Linked DNA regions of Sus scrofa: region 2 is linked to region 1. A link is a contact called in public HiChIP or PLAC-seq data. All regions are on one chromosome and are shown on one strand. The core of a region is the stretch at or near the end of the contact, and the rest is flanking DNA. Distances in the headings are between cores, read along the strand shown.

The links. HiChIP or PLAC-seq counts read pairs in DNA pulled down with a chosen protein or histone mark.
Region 2: an H3K27ac HiChIP or PLAC-seq map of alveolar macrophages shows a contact between it and region 1. The contact joins the enhancer-like site here to the promoter of LOC100156127 in region 1. A contact is called at or near these places in 2 of 5 promoter capture datasets (fetal liver and liver), 3 of 47 Hi-C or Micro-C datasets (blood, fibroblasts and subcutaneous adipose tissue) and 1 of 2 datasets of contacts at active chromatin or transcription factors (alveolar macrophages).

What each region holds. Positions count from the first base shown.
Region 1 is chr7:20,840,206-20,845,507 of Sscrofa11.1, forward strand. LOC100156127 (histone H2B type 1-M) reads left to right here and starts at 1,980. Exons shown (of 2, transcript XM_001927939.5): 1 at 1,980-2,282; 2 at 2,285-2,454. The coding sequence starts at 2,024. The coding sequence ends at 2,403.
Region 2 is chr7:21,208,611-21,214,174 of Sscrofa11.1, forward strand. It overlaps the pseudogene LOC110261662. Among named protein-coding and RNA genes, the nearest start is that of TRNAS-GCU, 4.3 kb to the left of the region's middle. Within about 2 kb of position 2,146, at least 3 of the 83 cell types and tissues checked have an H3K27ac peak or open chromatin away from gene starts, as enhancers often do. A contact at or near this core is called in alveolar macrophages, where this site is marked.

The sequences.
Region 1 (5,302 bases), core at 730-3,229:
AATCTGTGTACTTTCAACAAACTATGTAAATAGGGTGAAAAGAGGAACAGACCAATCAGCTTGGGAGACTTGTTAGTGGGATATGAGCAGAGGTTTAGACACTCTCCTGGGTGAGGTAGTTTTTAAGATTGAGTCACATGATTTGGGGGATGACTTAGTCCTGTCTTAGTTACGTTTCTCCAGAGCAGGGCGAGAGCTTGGAGTCAGGTTTCGTTTTTCTTTTTTTCCTGAGGTGAACCTAACACTCTTGTTTACTTTTTTTTTTTTTAATGGAAAAAGAAAAGAAATAATCAGGTAGGGGTCTATGATTAATTAAATGAATGCAAATAAAGTATGTTGGCTTTATTCAGCACATTGCTACACTGGCTAAACTGGGAATAAGGAAGAAATCAAGAAGTTGAATTCTCCTCAATACGGAAGTGAGAGAAACCAATTAACTATTTTGTGAAAAAGAAAGATAAGATTGAGTAAGCACAGGAGTGTGCCCTTGTTGGTTGCTTGCCTGCTACATGCAGCTTCCTGCTCTGGATTTACTGCACACGCGGGAAGCCTGGGAAGGGTTAGGGATAAAGTCAGCTTCAGGGAGGACACTTCTCTGCAGAAAGGAAAAATGGCTGCGCAGGAGATAGATGGATCCCAGGCTGAGCAAATGTAATCTGTTCCCTGTGGAGATAACTTCAAGATAAAAGATGTATCCTGCTAGGATAAAAGAGAGAGAGTATTTCTCATTCTTGAGATCAAAGATACACTAGCAGAAAGGTTCCTCAGGGGTCTGAGAAAGGAGGGACCAGACCACAGTACCTCCTGACAACTTCTCCGAGAACCTTGTGTTAAATCCATCCTGCCAAAGCCAGAGGAAGCAAGAGCATTGTCCAGTAGAAGGCCTCAGCTCATGGTAACACCAGATCCTTAAGCCACTGGGGCGAGGGATGGAACCTGTGTCCTCAGGGATTCTAAGCAGAGTCGATTCCACTGAGCCAGGACCGGAAAATCCCCTCCACCTCCACCCTAAATGATTTAAAAGGCCTCGCAAGGACATGTTGCTCTCTTCCTCTCTTGCTTCTTTCTCTGTCTGTCTTTATATCTCCCTTTCTCCCTCCCCACCCCACCCCGCCTGTTTTTGTATTTTCTATGCACCTTCTTCTCTCTCTTCTCTCTTTAAATAATTACCTCACTACCTTCAGTCTCTTTGTCAAATTCTTTCTCCAAAAGGGACAAAGATCTGAGGACCTACATCAGGTGGTTAGCGTTCAACATTCTCACCAACAGCCACCGGAGAACAATGGTAATGGCAGAATTATCTGCTCAGAAGCCAGTTTCAGCCAAAGATGATGGTGGTGATAATAAAATTAAAGTAAAAGTGTTAAAGGCCAACCTGCTAACTTTTATTCTTTTATTTTTTTAATTCTTTTCAGTAGGTAGAATGAAGAACTTTCTTATCCGCGCTTGCAGTTAAAAGGAGTGATTTGATCCTCCGTTATGAAGGACATGTGGGTCACGAAATTCTATTCTTATCTCCCTTCAAGGGATGTAATTTTATTTATGTAATTTTATTTCCTGCTATATTTGTGTGTTTTGTGTGCTGTGGGAAACGCTGTCTTTGGTATTTTCTGTACCACCGCAGATCGCCTATTCTCTATTTTTCCTTTCCCTATTAGATTCAAATGTAAAGACAGAGCTTTTCCAGGACCTGAAAAGGAGGTTTAGAAGTCGGAGAGGTACTCGGGCAACTAGCTTTGCTTCCTTTGCAAGTCAAAGCTCTGGAAAGTCATATTTTTTAAAACTGACAAACTAAACGGAATTGTTATAAAACAGTGATAAGATTAAAGAAGCTGGCTTGATTGGTGGAAAATTGACTCAGGAGACCAATGGGAGAGTAGCTCGTTTGCATGCAGCCTGTGACAAACGAACGAATCAGCAGTTTGGAAACCAAGTCTTCATTTGCATAAATCTGTCTACAAATAGGCAGGATCCAGCAGCACAGCCACCATTTTCTTTTCTCTTCAGAGAAAGGGCAGGTAAAATGCCTGAACCAACGAAATCTGCTCCAGCCCCGAAGAAGGGCTCCAAGAAAGCCGTGACCAAGGCGCAGAAAAAAGATGGCAAGAAGCGCAAGCGCAGCCGCAAGGAGAGCTACTCCGTGTACGTGTACAAGGTGCTGAAGCAGGTCCACCCCGACACCGGCATCTCGTCCAAGGCCATGGGCATCATGAACTCCTTCGTCAACGACATCTTCGAGCGCATCGCGGGTGAGGCCTCGCGGCTGGCGCATTACAACAAGCGTCGACCATCACGTCCCGGGAGATCCAGACGGCCGTGCGGCTGCTGCTGCCCGGGGAGTTGGCCAAGCACGCCGTGTCTGAGGGCACCAAGGCCGTTACCAAGTACACCAGCTCCAAGTAAATTTATTTCTAGGCACTGTCAAACCCAAAGGCTCTTTTCAGAGCCACCTCACGTTTTCACAATCTGAGTTGTTCACTAGGACTTTTTAGTTCCTAGAAACTGCATTTAACTCGTGTGAAGGTGGTACTTTAGGAAACACTTTGAAAGTTAACTGTTTTTGTGGTACATCTACTTAACTGTTGTGGTTATGGACAACCGTCCTGTGTACAGGACTCCAGAAACTTTAGCAAGTGGGAGCTAGTAACTGCCTAGGTTTAACCCCAACCTTTGGAACTCTAGATTACCTTTAAAATTTGTACAGGGTGCTCTCTGTGCAAATAGCGGCGCTTTGTGAAGTCTGGTTTTCCGTTTTATGTAAAGCGCCTCCCTATAGTATTTGAGAAGCCATAGTTAGATTTTGAAATCCTGCTCTCTAAAAACTACATCCTCTGTGATGCTGCAGGACCGCGCCCAAGTTCTTTTGGGTGGAATTCCTTTTCTCACTCTTTTAAGCCCTTTTTTACCTAGGTCTTTCAAGTCAACTAAATTTTTAAAAGGCTCTCATCATTGGACTTTTTCTAAATATACAATCTTCTCCCTACTTCCCTGACTCGTTTTACAAAGCGGACCTGCAAAATTCACAGAATTCTATGTTCAGAATAAACAGTTTTAATATTGTGGTCACATAAAATAATCTGCAGCCTCCTATTAGCCCCTATCACTGTCAAGCTCCCTTCCTAGACCAGGGCCTTATTCTTCCTCCAGCTTTCCTGTTCTGTTTATGTGCTTCACAGCCTTTGGATGATTCCCCCCCTCCCCCCAAACTTGATAAAATCTGAAATCTGCTATAGGGAGTTCCCCTTGTGGCTTATCAGGGTTATGAACTCGATTAGTATCCATGAGGACTCGGGTTTGATCCCTGGCTCTGCTCAGTGGGTTAAGGATCCAGCGTTGTGGTGAGCCCTGGTGTAGGCCGGCATCTGTAGCAGCTGCGATTCGACCCGAGGCTGGGAACTATGCCAGTGGTTACAGGTTTAAGAAGCAAGCAAGAAAGAAAAAAATCGGCTGTGGCTACAAGCCCTGCAAGGTCTGGCCCTCACCTAACTCTCCTTTCTGGTTTGGAAGTCCCTCTCCCCAACGGTCTTATTTATTTTTTTATTTTATTTTATTTTGGCCATCCTGCGGCATATGGAGTTCTCTGGCCAGGGATCGGATCAGAGCCACAAACATGACCTAAGCCACAACTGAGACAAGGAGGGTTTCTTAACACACTGTGCCTGGCAGGGAATGGAACCTGCACCCCAGCGGTCTAAAGATGCCGCCAATCATGTTGCGCTACAGTGGAAACTCCTCCCCCAACAGTTTTAAACTGTGAGCTATTCCACCCTCCAGGTCTTCGGAGTTTTCCTGAAATACACCTATGCCCAGCATACAAATAAAGTTTATTGATCAAAAACTCCGATTTCAGCTTAATCATTATGAAATGGCTTTGGGAAAGCATCCACACTGCCTGATATGAGGGCCTTCCAGGTAAACCCAAAGAGTGTCCATCAGGTTCATTCAGTTAAGTGCCAAGAATCAAATTATGTACTGAGGATATAAAGCAAACTTGAGTGTGCATCACAAGCACCCAGAAAGCTTGTCAAAGGACAGATTACTTGTTCCACTCCCAGTTTCAGTTTCATTGACTGGGGGAAGATCTGAGAACTTGGCTTATTGGCAAAAAGTTGCCAGGAGATACAGACGCTGCTTATCTGGTTTGACACTGAGAACAACTAATATATGGTGAAGAACAAGCTAAGCGAAAGCCCCTCCCACATGGAGCTTTCCGGGTAACAAAGATGAGATTGAGTTATAAGATGATGAAGGGTGTGGATGTCAATCAAGTTTAGATTTATGATGCAGATGACAAAAAGTTATAGAAAGCTTCTAAGCAGGTAGAGACATCATTGGCTGTGTTAGGAAGATAGCTCTATGGCAAGAGATTAGCTGGATTGAAGAGAAATGGCAGCGATGAAAGATGATAAAGGCAAGAACTGGCAGCAAAAATGGAGCAGATACAATAAACAAATCAGCAGTTGAAGTGATTCCATTCAGTATTTTCTCAAATCTTGATTGGATTTCCTCACTATGAGACATTATGTTACAGATGAATGAGACTGACAAGAGTTCCCCTTGGGGCTAATATCTAGTGGGAGAAGGGAGATAATCAACAATTAATAAGCCACTAAGAAAATTTCAAATAGAGAGTTCTGAGTGCTATGAAATTATTCGAAATAAAAACAGATGCTGTGACAGTAACTGAGTGATTCTTTAAATAAGGGAACCACAATCCAAGGAATAAAAGTTCCAGGGCGAGGGAACTGTTGGTATTAAAAAATAAATAAATAATAAATAAATAAAGCCACTCCAGGGCAAGGAGTAGTTTGTGCTCAAGGAAAGGAAGGCCTTTGTGCTAGGAGATTAATAAGCAAAAGTAAAGTAGTCAGAGATGAGTCTGAGGATTAAACACGTCGCTAAACATGTTGGAGCTTATAGACCAAACGAAGGCACTCAGATTCTTACTGTGTCATGGGAGACGCTTGAAATTTTTAAGAACTCTGGCTGTTGTGTGGAGAATGGATTGTATGGGATCAAAAATAAAAAGAGTTCCCTTGTGGTGCAGCAGGTCACTGGAGTTCAATCCAATTTCACTGTAGTTCAGTCCCTGGCTTGGAGCTTCCACGTGCCACAGGGTGTGGCCAAAAAGGGAAAAAAAGGAAAAAGAAGCAGGGGATAGAATTGAAAGGATATTACAATAATCCTGGTTAAGTTATTAGAGTTAAATTTAGGAGGAGAAAGTCAAAAAGATTTATTCATGGGAGTTCCCATCATGGAGCAAAACAAATCCAAGTAGGAACCATGAGGCTGTGGGTTTCAT
Region 2 (5,564 bases), core at 896-3,395, 370 kb after region 1:
GCCCTAAAATGAAAAAAGAGAGAGAGAGAAAGAGAAAGAGACTCTTATAAGCCAGAGTAGACCCTAGACAAGTTCTCCTGGGAGCAATTTGCAGGCATCATTTCCACTTGTGATTTCAACTTCTTGTTCCTTAACTGCAGACTTTTCATAACTAATTTCCAAAAGCTATATGGCATTTTTTTCCTAATATATTTTAATATGACTGCAGGATTGAATGTTACTTCTATTTTTAAAAGCATCTTTATTAAAGTATAAATAATTAGCATATGATGAACTGCATGTATTTAAAGAGTACATTTTAATGAGTTTGGACATGTGTTTACACATGAAACCATGACCCCAATCAAGATAGTGACCTTATCATCCTTAAAGTTTCATTGTACCCTTTTGCAATTCTTTCCTCCTCCCCTCTCTGACCCCCATCCTCATGGGACAACTGATCCACACTTCGCATTTTCTAAAGTATAGCTTGTATCCTCTACAGTTTTGTACAAATACAATTCACTGTGTACTTTATTTTAATTGGCTCCTTCCATTCAGCATAATTATTTTGACATGAGCCCCACATCCTGGTGTTCAGTTTTTGCCTATGTCCTCCCCTTGGGTGTGAGTTGGACCTATGACTTACTTCTAATTCATAGACTATGGCAAAGCTGATTGGACCATTCCTGTGATTATACTGAACTATACATGACTCGGTCTTGCTAGTAGTCCCACTCTACAGAGTATCCTTGCTGGCTCCATGATGTAAACGGTCAAGGAGGGAAGCCCACTTGGCAAGGAACTTCAGGCACCTCTAAGAAGTGCAGGTAGCCCCTAGGAACTGAAAAATACTGCCAGCTAACAACCAGCAAATAGCCTGTGCCTTCAGCCCTAATGCTGCAGGAATTCTGCCAACAAACTGAGTGAGCTTAGAAGTAGATTTTTCCACAGTCAAGTGACGGTATAGCAGAATATGCCACCCCAAAACACACCTGTTTGGTATAAAGATTATTTTAAGTTGATTTTTGTTAAGAGAGGAAAAAAAAAACACAGACGCATGAGATACTTTAAAAACAGTAGAATTTACTCTTTGATGAGAACTTTGCATTTATAAGGGAGGCCTCAATTTGTAAGAGTGTCTCCTCTCTCTCTGTGTACCAGGAAGAGAAACACTCATTAAGGGAGAAGTTACCCACCTTAAATCTGCATATGAACCTTACCCTTGCTCATTATGTTTTTCCTGATAACCTCCTATAACTGGCCTCCCCAACCTCCAACGTATTTTTGTCTTTAGCTGAAAATAGTATTTAATGTAGCAGTTTAGGCCATTTCAGGGATTTTTTTACTCAGTTTTTCTGAGTATCTCCCATGTATATACAAAGTGTGCATGTTATTGCAAGGGAGCAAAATCTGCCAGCCCATAATGTATCTTTGCGGCAAGGATTAATTTAGGCTGATTATTTTTAAGAAACAACATTCAGTGAAGTTCCCCTCAGTGGCTCAGCGGTAATGAACCTGACTAGTATCCACGAGGACATAAGTTTTACACCTGACTTCCCTCAGGCGGTTAAGGAGCCCACGTTCTTGCTGAGACCTGTGGCGTAGGTTGCAGAGGCAGGTCTGATCCAGTGTTTCGGCTGCTGTGGCTGACAGCTGCAGCTCAGATTCGACACCTAGCCTGGGAACTTACATATGCCCCAGGAGTGGCCCTAAAAATAAGACCGAGAAGAAAAGAAAAAAAAACCACTCAGGAAGTTTTTCTTGTTGCCTTTCCCCTGAGTGAGCTGCCTAAAGAATTTAGATAACGAGCTTGTTTCAGAATAGAACTATCATGAGAGGTATCTCAGGCCACAGGGTCGCAAGTGCAGATTTAAAGTAAGGAGGAGTTTAGGCTGGAGACAAGTTTGGCAGTAATTCAACCCTTCATTGGTTGGACTAGAGAAGATGCTCCATCTACTATGGCTAGAGGGGAAACTATGGGCAGTGAAAGAGTGATTAAAATTTTGGAAGGCAGGGAGTTCAAGAAAATCGGAGCAGAAGGAAAAAAAGACTAGCCCAAGGGGAACACAGTTGTTTCGAATCATAAGTCTCCAAGGTGGCGATGGCAGAATGAGCTGAGACTGGTATGAGCAGCACCGCCCCTAGTGTTAGGTCCCTGTAACTGCAGGGGTGAAGTGGAAGCCTTGTGGGCTCCTGTGAAGTCCTTAGACACCAGTGTTTATCTTCTGGGAGTAATGTTAATCCAGAAAATATTACTCTGAGGGAAGGGGGATTTGTCATTTCCTGTTAGCCTCAACCCCTGAAGCCAATTAGGCTGCCATGTCTTTCCTAACGGAATGGCCCTAAGTTCGAGATTCAGAGAGGGCAGGATATCTTGAAGCGACATACATAAAGCATCATTTACCTCGTTTGGCATATAAAAATAAAATAAAATAATGTATGTGCCAATAATCATCAATGAAAAGATTCAGGAAGAAGAAGCAAGCTGAGTTTTAGCAAAACCAAAGGTTTTTGCATGGGAGAGAAAACTGGAAGTGCAACCAGAAAGAGCTCTCAGATAATATCAGGAAGTGATGAGACTTTGTCTTTGATCTGCTGAATCATCCACCCAAGGAAGTAAAGAAAATTCTTTGAGGGTCTCCCATTTAACAAATGGAGCCAAGGAATATGATTTCATCCATTTTTTCAGAGACACCAGGCCCTGTTCTAGAAGTTGGGTATCCAGTAGCAATAGTGATTAAAATCGACCAAAACAGAAAAATACATCTCTCGAAAGACTTACATTTTGTTGAAGAGGGCAGTATGGTGAAGATAGTAAGCAAAAGTATCACTTTTGCTCAGGCCCGTGGCGCTGGCAGGATGGGCAAGTGTCACGGTCTTCATACTGCCAGGAAGCTTCATAGCCACTGACAGGACCGTAAGTGGCACAATAAACAGTATAAGAAAGTTCATTTGGGCACAGCCTTGAAGGCCAATCCTTTTAGAAGTGCTTCTCATGCCAAGGGAATTGTGCTTGAAAAAGTAGGGGTTGAAACTAAATAGCCAAATTCTGCCACCAGGAAGTGTGTCAGGGTTCAGCTAATCAAGAATGGCAAAAAAATTACAGCCTTTGTACCCAATGATGGTTGTTTGAACTTCACTGAGGAAAATGATGAAGTTCTGGTTGCTAGATTTGGTCACCAAGGTCATGCTGTTGGTGACATTCCTGGAGTCCAGGTTGCCCAAGTAGCCAGTGTCTCTCTTTTGGCCTTTATGAAGGCAAAAAGGAAAGACCAAGAGCATAAGTTTTGATGGTAAAAGCAGGATAGTAATAAATTCTCACATGCCAAAAAAAGTCTACAGCATGTCAGATCTTGGTACATATTAAGAAGAAAAGTATAGTAAATAGGAATTGGAAATTACATGGGGTAGCTCAATTATCAAAATGACAATCGGGTCTATGGGCTCCAGGCCTGAGTCCCACCTGGCCCTTGGCTAGAGGGGTCTCTCCTGGACCATCCAGGCCAGACCCAGCCTGGCCCACATCCTTTATGTAGGCCCCCACTGGGCTGTAGACCCCTTCACCCCCTGGGGACCCACTGGTCTAAAAAGTCTATTTTGGCCTGCAGTGACTGGGGACCATAATTGCAGGACACCATTTATGGGGTCAACCGGCCTATGGCGGCCTGTGTCTATAAGGGACTCTCATCGCCTGTGGGGGTCAGCCCCATCCCTAATGACCCATTTACAGGGTTTTCCATGTGTCTATAGAGACCACCCCCTTGGCCTCCAGAGGCTCTCAATAGTGGTGGTTCCCTTAGCAGGGACACAACTCTTGGACCTCCCTGGTCTACAAGGCCATGTCCCATCTGTAAATGTCACATGTGCAAGGTCTCAAGCCAGGTGGAAGGTCCTTTCCGGGTCTTTCCCACCCATCCAGGCTGTAAGAGTCAGTGTGGAAGGTGATGAAAGCCCTGGGCCGGGCTCTGGCTGCAGCTCTGGCTCTCTCTTTGGCTGTGCTGGGGCCACTGATCCATGGAGCCCAGGCAGGGGGCTGCAGGTAGGAGTGGAAAGTGCTTCTGGAGGCTTCAGGTTTTGTGACATGTGGTACGGGCAACTAAAGCAATGGCAATTGCCAGTGGCTCATCTGGGGTGAGTGGAGCCTCATGGGCACTAATTCATTCATCTGTGCATGCATCCTTCTGCTCACCAGGTTCCCAGAGCCTGCTTCTGTTCCAGGCCCTTTGCTCTAAAATGCAGCTAATTTGGGCCCTAACTTGGAAGGCTGTGAAGTCTGGTGAGGTGGCTGCATTCAGACCCAGGTGGACAATTACAAGCCAGGAACATTAGTGAGGGGTAATCTGAGAAATTATTAGAAACTCGGGCTCTGAGCCCAACCACCTGGCTTCAAATTTGGGTTCCACTTTACTAACTGTGAATTTGGGCAGGCGGCTTCCTTTTTCTGATGATCCCCTGCAAGTGGGGATAGTAATAGTACCTCACAGGGCTGCTGGGATTAAATGAGAACAGGTATTTATTGTGGCTGGCACTTAGTAAATACTCAATAAATGGCTTTAGAATTATTAAAGTTATTCTTTTTAAAAAAGTAACTCAATAACAGCACTGTTTTCATTAAAAAAAAAAAAGACATGGAGTGGCTCAGCGGAAATGAATGACTAGTATCCATGAGGACGCAGGTTCAAACCCTGGCATCGCTAAGTGGGTTAGGGATCCAGCATTGCAGTGAGGTATGGTGTGGTTCACACACACGGCTTGGATCCCACATTGCTGTGGCTGTGGTATAAGCTGGCGGCTACAGTTCCAATTTGACCTCTAGCCTGTGAACCTCCATATGCCATGGGTGTGGCCCTGAAAAAAAAAATGACAATCAAAGAAGGCCTCACTGACAAGACAAATACTCACATTGGGACCTCAGTGTCCCTCTTTACAAAGCATGGAGGTCCCATCCCAGGAAGGGAGCAGGAATTCAGCCACCCCAGAGCTTTACCCATCAGGTTCAGCCCCTGGGCAGCTAGTCAAATAGGCCCATGCGTCCTCTCAAAAATGACCATCAGGCTTATTTTAACAGAAGATGCAGCCAGTATAGGAACAGTTTGGCCTTAGGTTACCCTTCTCCAGTCACTGGCACAGATGCACCTGCTGAGAAGCTTCAGCCACTCTATGTTACATACTAACAGGAAAGAGTTCCAAGCTAGATAATGAGAAAAGAAAGGGGCAGAATCTCAAGAGGAACATAGCCATTGGCCTTTTGATTTAAAGGGGATAAAGAGAATCCATATGTATAAATTTTCGTTTGTATGAAGAAATTCCAGACAGATACACGGGAAACTGATAAACGTTGCTTTCTGTTATTGATGGGGACTGGCAGATGAGGGCTGTGTTTGAAGCAGGACAGCAATTATTAAACCCTAACAATGGGCTGCCTAAAAGAAACCTCAAAGCACAACCTTAGCTACAGTATCTCACAAGGCCACGAGATGGCGATAGCGTTTCTTGATTGTCAAGCCTGGGAGCGGGACAAGGGGACCCTGGAGGCCGTGAACTCCTCCCTGCGCAAATGACCTCTCTGTTCCCTAAGTTGA